2 separate regions of the Neogale vison genome follow, and region 2 is linked to region 1. The links are chromatin contacts, called in public Hi-C maps. All regions are on one chromosome and are shown on one strand. The core of a region is the stretch at or near the end of the contact, and the rest is flanking DNA. Distances in the headings are between cores, read along the strand shown. Region 1 holds the start of VPS18 (vacuolar protein sorting-associated protein 18 homolog). Region 2 holds the start of KNL1 (kinetochore scaffold 1).

Region 1 (4,852 bases), core at 2,091-4,590:
AGCCTTCTGATGGCCCATTGAATTGATTTCATAATCTGGCCACAACTGGTCCCATTTCCTACACTGCCCTCCTGCCTGATGTTCCAGCTCCCCAGCCCCTCAACTGGCACTGCTTGCAGGCCTATTCTCTTGGTTTTCTTGATGCTTGCCTAATGCCTTCTCTTTTTTTTCTTTTCTTTTTTTTTTTTTTAAAGATTTTAATTTATTTGTCAGAGAGAGAGAGAGCGAGTGAGAGCAAGCACAGGCAGACAGAGTGGCAGGCAGAGTCAGAGGGAGAAGCAGGCTCCCTGCGGAGAAAGGAGCCCGATATGGGACTTGATTCCAGGACGCTGGGATCATGACCTGAGCCGAAGGCAGCTGCCTAACCAACTGAGCCACCCAGGCGTCCCCTCTTTTTTTTTTTCTTGGCCTTGGAAATCATGCATGCACTTCACGTCTTAGGTCAAGTTCACCTCCTTTCATACACTATTCCTCTTTCTCCCCGGCCCAGCAGTCAGCCCTTGCCTATCTTGTGGCAACAACCACACTGACTGTGAGAGGTAGGAGCTGGTAGATCTGTATCCCCAGCTTTGAGTTCCCTGAGACACTTCAGTATTCCTGTGCTCGCTCAGGTTTGTCTGGGATGTTCTCCACAATCAGCCTCTGTTCTATCAATGAAAAATGTCCATGCTTCTTAATTAAGGGTCAGCAAATGGCTGGGATAAGAAAAGCCGTTGCAGCTCTGATGGGGAAGTTGTGGTCTAGGGAGGCTGCATGGGGGAGGTGGACTTGGGAGTGACAGTCAGATTAAAGCCACATTTTGGGTTTCCTGAGCTTATGCTCTGTGTTGGACATTATGCTATAGCAATGAAAGTTCACCTAGATCACCTCATTTACTTTTCTATGAAAACCTACTATGTAAGTATTACTGTATCTACAGTATTTCTGTAGATGAGGAAACCGAAGTTAACAGCATCACGTGTGCACAGTGTCCAACTAGAGAGTGATTGGGCAGGGATGAGAATGCTGGTCTTGTTCCTACTCCCAAGTCCAACATACAGATGGGAGAATGAGTATGCCAAGGAATCCTGCAGTGATCAGCTCAGCAGGGAGTGTGTATGGAGTCAGTGGTAAGCAAGGCCCAGGTAGGCCCCACCCTCTACATCCCAGAGAGCAGTGAAGCCCAGGACTTAGGGTTTGGGGACAGGGAGGAGGTAGCTGGAAGGACTCTGTGTCCCTGAGACACCCCTCCTATGCTGTCTGGCCCCCCACATGGGGGGGGGGCATTTCTCTGCATGGTCCAGACCTGTGGAATCAGCTGTACCCTCTTCTCTTCGTCTTGCATTGAGAAATGGGGTGTGGTGTTTAACTCTTGGCATCTGCTTGTATTTTGAATGCTGCCTCCTGGTTTCCCCATTTCCTGGCCATGGGACCCTGTGGACAAACTCCTTCTCCCTTCGGAATGTCAGTTTCCGATTTCCTAGCATAGGGAAAAGAGCAGTATCTGTTTCAGAGCATTAGGGTAAGGGTAAAACGAAATAACAATGACTATTATGAACTTGGTGTGGTGCTTGGCACATTGTTGGTACTCAGTAAATGTACCTTTTATTATTATCTGACCTTAGCCTGGGCCTATTTGTATTTCCCTGATGCACCCAGCAGGGGTTCTGGGGTGGAGCCTCCTGCTCTGAGCCGGGCAGCTCCCAAACTGGGATCACTTTTCCCAGGGCGGAAACCTCTTGTCTGCGGCTCACCCCTGGCAACTTCCCTTCTGGGATCTAGCCTGCCAAGCCGCACCCTTGGTTGGGAGAGAGGCTTTGCTTCTGCAGGTTCTGGACGGGAGAAGTGGGACCCGGGAGCCACAGAAAGTTACTGTGTTCAGCCTAACTTGTGTCCCCATCCCAGGCCAGGGCCAGTCCAGAAAGCCCTTGGTGTAGGCTGGTGAGGGTTCAGTCCTCTGTGCCTGGCAGGGTAGTTCAGCAAGAGTAGCGGGACCACACAATATGTGGCACAAACCCGGACGCGTCTGAAAGTAAAGGGGGCGCTTTTAGTCATTACTCCCAGGCTACATGTTAAAATCAGGATGGCAGTGACCCTGGCCCATAGCCCTATTTCAACAAGGTAGAGTCTGCAGGTCCCCGAAGGGAACAGGCTCTGTCTGGGTGGCCTAGGTGGGTGCAAGAGGGAAACCAAAACGGAGTGGCACTTTGTGAGCTTTGGACTCTCCACCAGTCTTCAAGGTAGGTCACTTGTCCTTCGTTCCTGCCAGGCTCTGCAGGTATTTGCCCCTCTGTGCTCCCACAGCGCTAAGACCATGTCCCTGGGTTAGCCTCACGAGGGCTGAGACTTTCCTCCGTTTTGTTCTCTGTCGAGCCGCCCCCAGAGCCTGGAATCGTGCCTGGCAGAGTGTATGCTCACTTTGGAATGAGTGAGGTTCTGAACAAATCCAACCATCGCTTTTCTAGCATTAATGATCTGTTTACTGGTCCATTGTCCCTGCTGGTTTATGACCTTCAAGGATGATATTGTACTTATCTCTGTAACTCCAGCACCCAGCCCAAGGCTAGGCAGGCAAAGAGTAAGGACGCTATTTTGAACGAGTGAATCGAAGCAGTCCTGCAGCCCTTAGCTGTGCTGGGTCTTTTCTGCCGCCCATTCTGTCTCTCCTCACACCGAGGAGGCATTACGCAGCCGGTTCGAGGCCGGTTAGGTAGCTCTTGGCTTCCGTTGGCCAGGTGACCAGCTCTGTCACTTCCTGAAAGCTGGTGGGTTCCTAAATGGTGGGAGAAGAGAGGCCAGAACTGGTTGTCTTGGCCTTGTCAAGATAGGATCAAGACTGCGACTAGACCGAGGAACGGGAGGTTCTCCTGAGGACCTAGGGCAGCGGCCTGTTTGGAGAGGTTGGAGCGGGAACCGGACACGGAGGCTGAGCGGTCTGAGAGGGAAGCCTGGGCACAAAAGGAGTCGGGAACTGGCTTCGAGGCTGGGGCTGAACTCCGCGGCCGGGTGGGGAACGGCCTAAAAGAGCCAGGATTGCCCCCTGGCTTCAGAGCTCGGAACTGCACCCTGGAAGGAAGGGCCTGTATTCGGAGGAAGCCGCGGAGCATCCACCGGGACCGCACCTCTGCCTAGTCCAGCGCTCCGCCTCCAGCCGAGAACTCCCGCAGAACTTCCGGCTCCCTCCCTCAGGAACCGCCCGGCCCCGGCCCTGGCCCGCCCCCCGCCCTCGTCCCGCCTCCGCCCCGCCCCCTCCTCCGTAGCCCTTGCCGCGCCCCCGAGTGGCCGGCCAGGGTACGATCCTGAGCGAGTAAACGCGGGACTCCAAGAACCCGGAAGTTACGTTATAGGCGCGCGTCCCGGGGGCGGGAGTCAGCTGAGCTGCCGGGGCGTGGTTGGGTCTTCTCGAATCGGCTAAGGGGAGCCAGTGATCTTTTGGGGTGCGGGAGCGGAGTGCAGGACTGCGCCAGATTCAAGGGGGGGGCTCCCCAGTCTTCTCACTTTATAAGGCGAGAGCGAGAAAATCCTCTGGATTCTAAAGAGGAGGAGTGAGCGGCGGATTGCCAAAATCTGTCAACAGATTCTTGTCGAGGCTGGGGAGACGCAGTTTCCAATCCAGGGCGACGGGGATCCCTGGGGGGAACCCTGTTGTAATCCCTGGGCCCGGGAGGGAGATCCCAGAGGCCGGGCACCATGGCGTCCATCCTGGATGAATACGAGGATTCCCTGTCCCGCTCGGCCGTCTTGCAGCCTGGCTGCCCCAGCGTGGGCATCCCCCACTCCGGTAAGGGAGGGGAGGGCGCCGCTCACCTGGCACCTGCTGGGAGGGATCGGGGAAGTAGCTCCAGGAGGTCCGGTTCACCGCCTAGAGGTGCAGTCCAGATCTAGGCCTCTGAATCTCCGCAGACTCTCTTGGCCCCCAGCTGGAGGATGGTCGAAGTTTGAAAGAGCAGCCTCGTGATCTAGGCCCTGCCACTAGGGTCCTAAGAGGAAACTGGGACCCAGATAAGGAAGTGGCTTGTCTACAGGGCCACAGTTGAGAGAACTGAGAATAAGCTCCAAGGCTTCAGCCAGAGCCTATGCTTTTCCTACCAGGCCCCTTCTGGAGGCGGGAAGAAGAGAGTGGTCCAAGAAAATGGTTGTAGGAGAGTATTGTAGAGGAAGGAAGACTGGTCCTAGAGGGAACTTTACTGGACAGGGGAAAATGCAGTTATTTTAGTCCTTTACTAGATCTGGGTGCAGCCTGGTGTTGAGGGGAAATTTTTTAGAAAGTGAACAGGATTGGCGGAGGGTTCTGAAGTGCTGGGATATTTTGTGCAATGGTAAAGACACGAGAGCAAAGGTGAGAGAGAAAGAAGCTTCAGTTTGATTGGCACGTTCCCCAGGGCTCGCTCTTCCTACATTTTTCTGGAAACTCAGTGAGAGCATTACTGCATGGGCAGGGAGGAGGGGAGGGGGTGATCTAGAATACTTTAGTTGAGCTGGGATTGCTGGGCCCAGGACTGCTAAGGGAGAATATCCAACGCTTGCCCCACATTACTATTGGGAGCGGGTACATGACAGTGCAGCAGCAATCCATGGGTTCAAAGAATCCATTCTTTATGGCTGTCAGAGGTGTGAAAGGAGCCCAGGACCCTAATGTAGAGGTGATTAGCAAACTATCTGATACATTGATATTAAGCTTTTAACCAAACGCTTGGGGTAGGGATATGTTGGGAAGGTGAAGAGGAAACATTTTTGGTTGCCTCTCCTTGTCCTTCCTCCTCCACATTTTCCATACCTAACGTTTAATTCCCTCCTTCCCTGTAGGGTATGTGAATGCCCAGCTAGAGAAGGAAGTGCCCATTTTCACGAAGCAGCGCATTGACTTTACCCC
Region 2 (4,784 bases), core at 673-3,172, 250 kb before region 1:
TTAGGAATGCCTAACTTTACAAGATCTAATGGCAGATCTAATAACTATTATTTTGAAGTAGTGATGAGCAGGTAATGGAATATAATGTATCTGTGATTTCTCTTGGTAACAAAATTACAGGTAAGGTTAATATTACTATAGTTCATTGCTTGCCTTTATTGAGGGCAGTGCTTTCAATGATAGATTAGTGAAAATAAAGATGCACTTTTTCCTCCAACTGAATAACCAATTGAATATCCATGAACTCCTTATGAGTGTGTGGAACTGGGATAGTTAACACTTCCTAATAGCAGAGTGGCAAATGGATTGGAGAGCAAGGCTGAAGACAGGTGTTGGAGCAACCCAAAGCCCTTAACACAGAGCGGCATCAATATCTCTAAGGGATTTGGATTTAAGTGAGGGATGAACCAGTGGCACCAGTGGAGCAGGGGCTTTTGCCTTTTCTCAGGGCTGCAAAGCTTGCAGAAACACCAGCCAGGTGCCAGGTTCTATGGCACTCTGCAGTGTGCACAGCCGCGTGGGAGAGAGGACATGTAAATCATTTCTGCAAGGGATAAATGAGCACTAAATGCTAATCTCCAGCACCATATTGGATGGTGGTTAAGACCCAGCAGAGCTGGACAGACTTGGATTACATTGCCCTTTCTTACACAGTTATAAAAACTGTATAACCTAGGACAAGTTTATCTTTCAGTGTCCTCATCTGTAAAAAGGAGTAATAAAAATGATCATGATCTATCATGATCATAGGGTTATGATGAGTTAAAGTGATGCATTTCATTGTGCTGCTGTAGATAATACTGGATAAATACTGGATAAATAAATAAATACTGGATAAATACTGGTTAAATATGAGTTGAATGAATCTGCCTGATTACCTTTGAAGAGGAGAACCCCTCTCTTCTATTTTGTCCCCTATGCCTCCCTCTCTGTTTAAATAAAAGAACAAGCTTAACACTTTTCTTCCGTGGTTAAGGTAGCCATTTTTCGGGTTCTCAGTCTCTGGCTTCTAGATACTGTTAAGTTTCTGCATGTCGTCAACATCTTTTTAATATTTCCCAGTGTATACTTTTTTTGAGCACGTGCAACCTGCTGGGGACTGGAAGGGAATCTTGAACACTGTTTTATAGTAGCTTTTGCAGTGAAAACCTGGTATGTCATAACAAGGACAGGTATTAAAAACCACGGGGTAAGTTCCTCACTCAGAAGCTAGGTTAATTAACATGGAATTCTAAGCACTGTTGTTTACTTCGTATAAAAAGATACTAAATCAAGCACACACATCTGGGATGTTTCTTTCCCTCGTTTTTATCCGCGACGTTCGAATGCTCCAAAACCTACCTTCCAAACACCTCAAACCAGATATTGACCCTGCCAGAGTAAATCCACTAGTAAACCGTAACTGGAATAATCAAGTATTTTCCATCGCAAGTAAATTTACGTCCTTTTGAAGCAAAAGCTACGTTCGACGAGGATGGGATTCGAACCCACGCGTGCAGAGCACAATGGATTAGCAGTCCATCGCCTTAACCACTCGGCCACCTCGTCCCAGAAACCTACTGCTTCCTGGTAGCTATAGGGAGTAATACTGGGGGGATGTGACGCAACGTTATGGAGGCCGCCATTTTGTACGGAAACAAAGATCTGATCATTTTTACAGCAAGTAATCAAAAGAAGATGGCTGCTGCCATGATGTGAGGGCTCTACAATGGGGTGGGACAAAGAAAAATTCGGTGGAAAGTGAGATAGGCTTTAAGGAAATAAAATTTATATACAGAGCAGGAGGAAGGAAGTTTGTTTAAAGGAGTCAGGAAGAGGATTGCTCCGGAGTCTAAGGGGCGGAGCCGCCGCGTAGAGCGGTTTTGCGCATGTGCAACAGCTAGGCGGTTATATTTGAATACTTCACTGAAATAGTCTGGGCGTAGTGAGGTTTGTCGGTGGGCGGCAGCTGACTTGCTCTCTGAGGAGCGCGCGGACCCCAAACAAGTCTGAGCAGCCTTTGTCAAGAAGCTGGACTGCGGTGGGTAAAGAGAATGACCCTTTCGTTCCAGACTCCCGGGTTGGGGGGTGATGGAGGTGGGCATTAGTTTTTTCTGGGCGCTCTGAAGACTCGGTGGTGGGACGTGGAGACGCTCCCTCCGCCCGGCGGCCTCCGAAAGCTCTGGGCCCAGAGTAGAAGTTTTTGCCGGGTTGTGGGGCTCTTTGCCTACCCGTGCCTGCACTTTGTACTCCTTCCTCTTCCCTAGCACTTTTCCCTCCACACCTGAGCCCCTCCGGCCTGCTCGGATTGCGGGTCGGCTGCGCCCCGCCCCGCCCCGCCATCTTCTGTCAGGGCTCCCGCACGGTGCCTCGCACCCCTTCCCTAGGGTACTCCCGGCGGTTTGTATTTCCTACTCGGTCATTTCTTAGCTGTAAATGAAGTGACAGCGTTGAGTGGTTTTAAGCGCTCGTCAGGTCGTAGTTTGTTTACTGGCAGCACTGAACAGACATTCGGTTTCCAGCAGTTACAGTAACATTAACAAATAAAGCCAGTATTAACCACAGACGAGTTTTGAAAATTTCTCCTTGTGGCCACTAGTAGCTCGGAGCTTATTAAAGCCTCTTTTTCTTGCTGCTTATCTCAATATTGAGTTTAAGAAAAAAAATTCTCAAACATTGCCGATTGGAATTTTAGAGATAAATTTGTCGATATGACGGAGAAAACCAGAGCAGAGCTTACCCTAGATATTAAGATTGAAGTTTGTACTTCATTTGAATTGGATCAATCGAATTCCTCAGGTATTTATTGGGTTCCTCGTCTTGTGCTAGGGCCGGGAGCGAATGACTCAGAGTCCCTAATCTGGAGGAATATTCAGTCCAGAAGAGAAAATGATTAACATTCACAAATAGCTATGATGCAAAACAATGTAAAGGATTATAGGACATTGTAAGGTGGTATTGGAGCACATAAAAGGGAGCATTTATTTGATGCTTTTGGCCCTGGAAACTAAAGGAGGCTTTGTAGAGAAAGGGGCATTTGAGGTGGAACTTGAAGGGAAGGATACATTATAGCGATGAGTCAATTTAAGATGTTGCTGAGTAAAGACTGGGTTCAATTCTTCACTATGTGAATGGCTGGAAATGTTTACAAGATGACAAATAGATACAAAAATGTATGGAGTGGTATTATCAGTGACATGCCTGATTACTGAATAAGAGATCATAGTAGAAGATAATCTAGATATTGATAGTGCTGTCTAATAAAACTTTCAGTGAAAATGGTAATGGTTTATATTTGCACTGTCCAGCATGGTTCCCCACTAGTCAAATGACAACTAATTGTGGCTAATGACAACGTGAAATGTGGCTAATTGTGCCTAAACAACTGAATTTTAAGTTTTATTTCATTTAAATTAAATTTGATTTGCTACTGTATCAGATAGCACAGGTCTAGAGACTGTTATCAGTGGGCACAATGGAATACATTAACTTTAGAAACTGGTAGTGTAAATGCAGGAGTAGCCAAAGAGCCAGATATAAATATTTCAGGTTTTGCAGTCTACGTGGTCACCAGCATGGTCACTGTTGCATGTTCTTCTTTGTTTTTTGTTTTGTTTTCTGCAACCCATTCAAAATGTAAAACAAAACAAACGAAACAAAAAGCCCTCTTTAGGACTCTGGCCCAGTATCTGTAGTTTGAAGTGTTTTGGATTATTTAGACTGTAATTCCCAAACTTTTTTGGCTCATTGGTGCCCTTGGATCAAAAGAAATAACTAACAATTCCATTTATTAAGTCAGTACGTCCAAATAATTTAAAAAGTTATTAAGTTGAAATAAATTTATGTCCTAATGTTTAGTAGCCATTTGAAAAAATATGCATAATTGAAAGAAAAAAACAATATTTTTATTTTATGCTTAAATCATCAGTTATTTACTAATTGGCTATGTGTGCCTCTTGAACACTACACAACTTCTCAAATCTTGGAGTCATATAGGACACTGCCACCCTCATTTCCAGTACCACACTGATAAAAAGTACTTGCTTCATATCATAGCAACTGCCAAAAATCCAGATTTGCAATAATATATTATCAAAATTAATGTAATACAAGTAGGTACTATTTTGAGCTAGTAGTTCACACTGGTGCATGACAGATGTCAAAAATTGCTGTTTCTCTCAAAAATTTGAAATATCCCAAGATACTTCTATGAGTATGCCGTAGCACCCCTGGGTGCCAGGTGCACAGTTTTAGAACCAATCAGTAATTTGTTAATGTGGCAGTGACCAAGAGTTCAACAATAAAATCATTTTACAAATGAAGTTTAACATGGTGATCTGGGGTACCCTATTTCTGTTGATGGTGGAACTTACAGTTATATAATAAATAGAATTTTTTTAAGAGTTTATTTATTTGACAGACAGAGATCACAAGTAGGCAGAGAGGCAGGCAGAGAGAGAGGAGGAAGAAGGCTCCCCGCTGAGCAGAGAGCCTGATGCAGGGCTCGATTCCAGGACCCTGAGACCATGACCTGAGCCGAAGGCAGCAGCTTTAACCCACTGGGCCACCCAGGCACCCCAAGAATTTTTTTTTTTAAGATTTTATTTATTTATTTGTCAGAGAGAGAAGAGCGAGAGTGAGCACAGGCAGACAGAGTGGCAGGTAGAGGCAGAGGGAGAAGCAGGCTCCTTGCCAAACAAGGAGCCCGATGTGAGACTCGATCCCAGGACGCTGGGATTCTGACCTGATTCTGACCTGAGCTGAAGGCAGCTGCTTACCAACTGAGCCACCCAGGCGTCCCAAGA

Evidence for each region. A called contact is a pair of places that touch in the nucleus more often than the background predicts.
Region 2: a contact with region 1 is called in a Hi-C map of fibroblasts, with 3 times the contacts expected there. The contact joins the promoter of KNL1 here to the promoter of VPS18 in region 1. A contact is called at or near these places in 2 of 3 Hi-C or Micro-C datasets (fibroblasts and muscle).

The regions. Positions count from the first base shown.
Region 1 is chr13:86,425,553-86,430,404 of ASM_NN_V1, reverse strand. VPS18 (vacuolar protein sorting-associated protein 18 homolog) reads left to right here and starts at 3,340. Exons shown (of 5, transcript XM_044230514.1): 1 at 3,340-3,760; 2 at 4,786-4,852. The coding sequence starts at 3,670.
Region 2 is chr13:86,678,709-86,683,492 of ASM_NN_V1, reverse strand. It overlaps KNL1 (kinetochore scaffold 1), which reads left to right and starts at 1,922. Exons shown (of 26, transcript XM_044229588.1): 1 at 1,922-2,020. It overlaps TRNAS-GCU (a tRNA gene), which reads right to left and starts at 1,548; the gene lies at 1,467-1,548.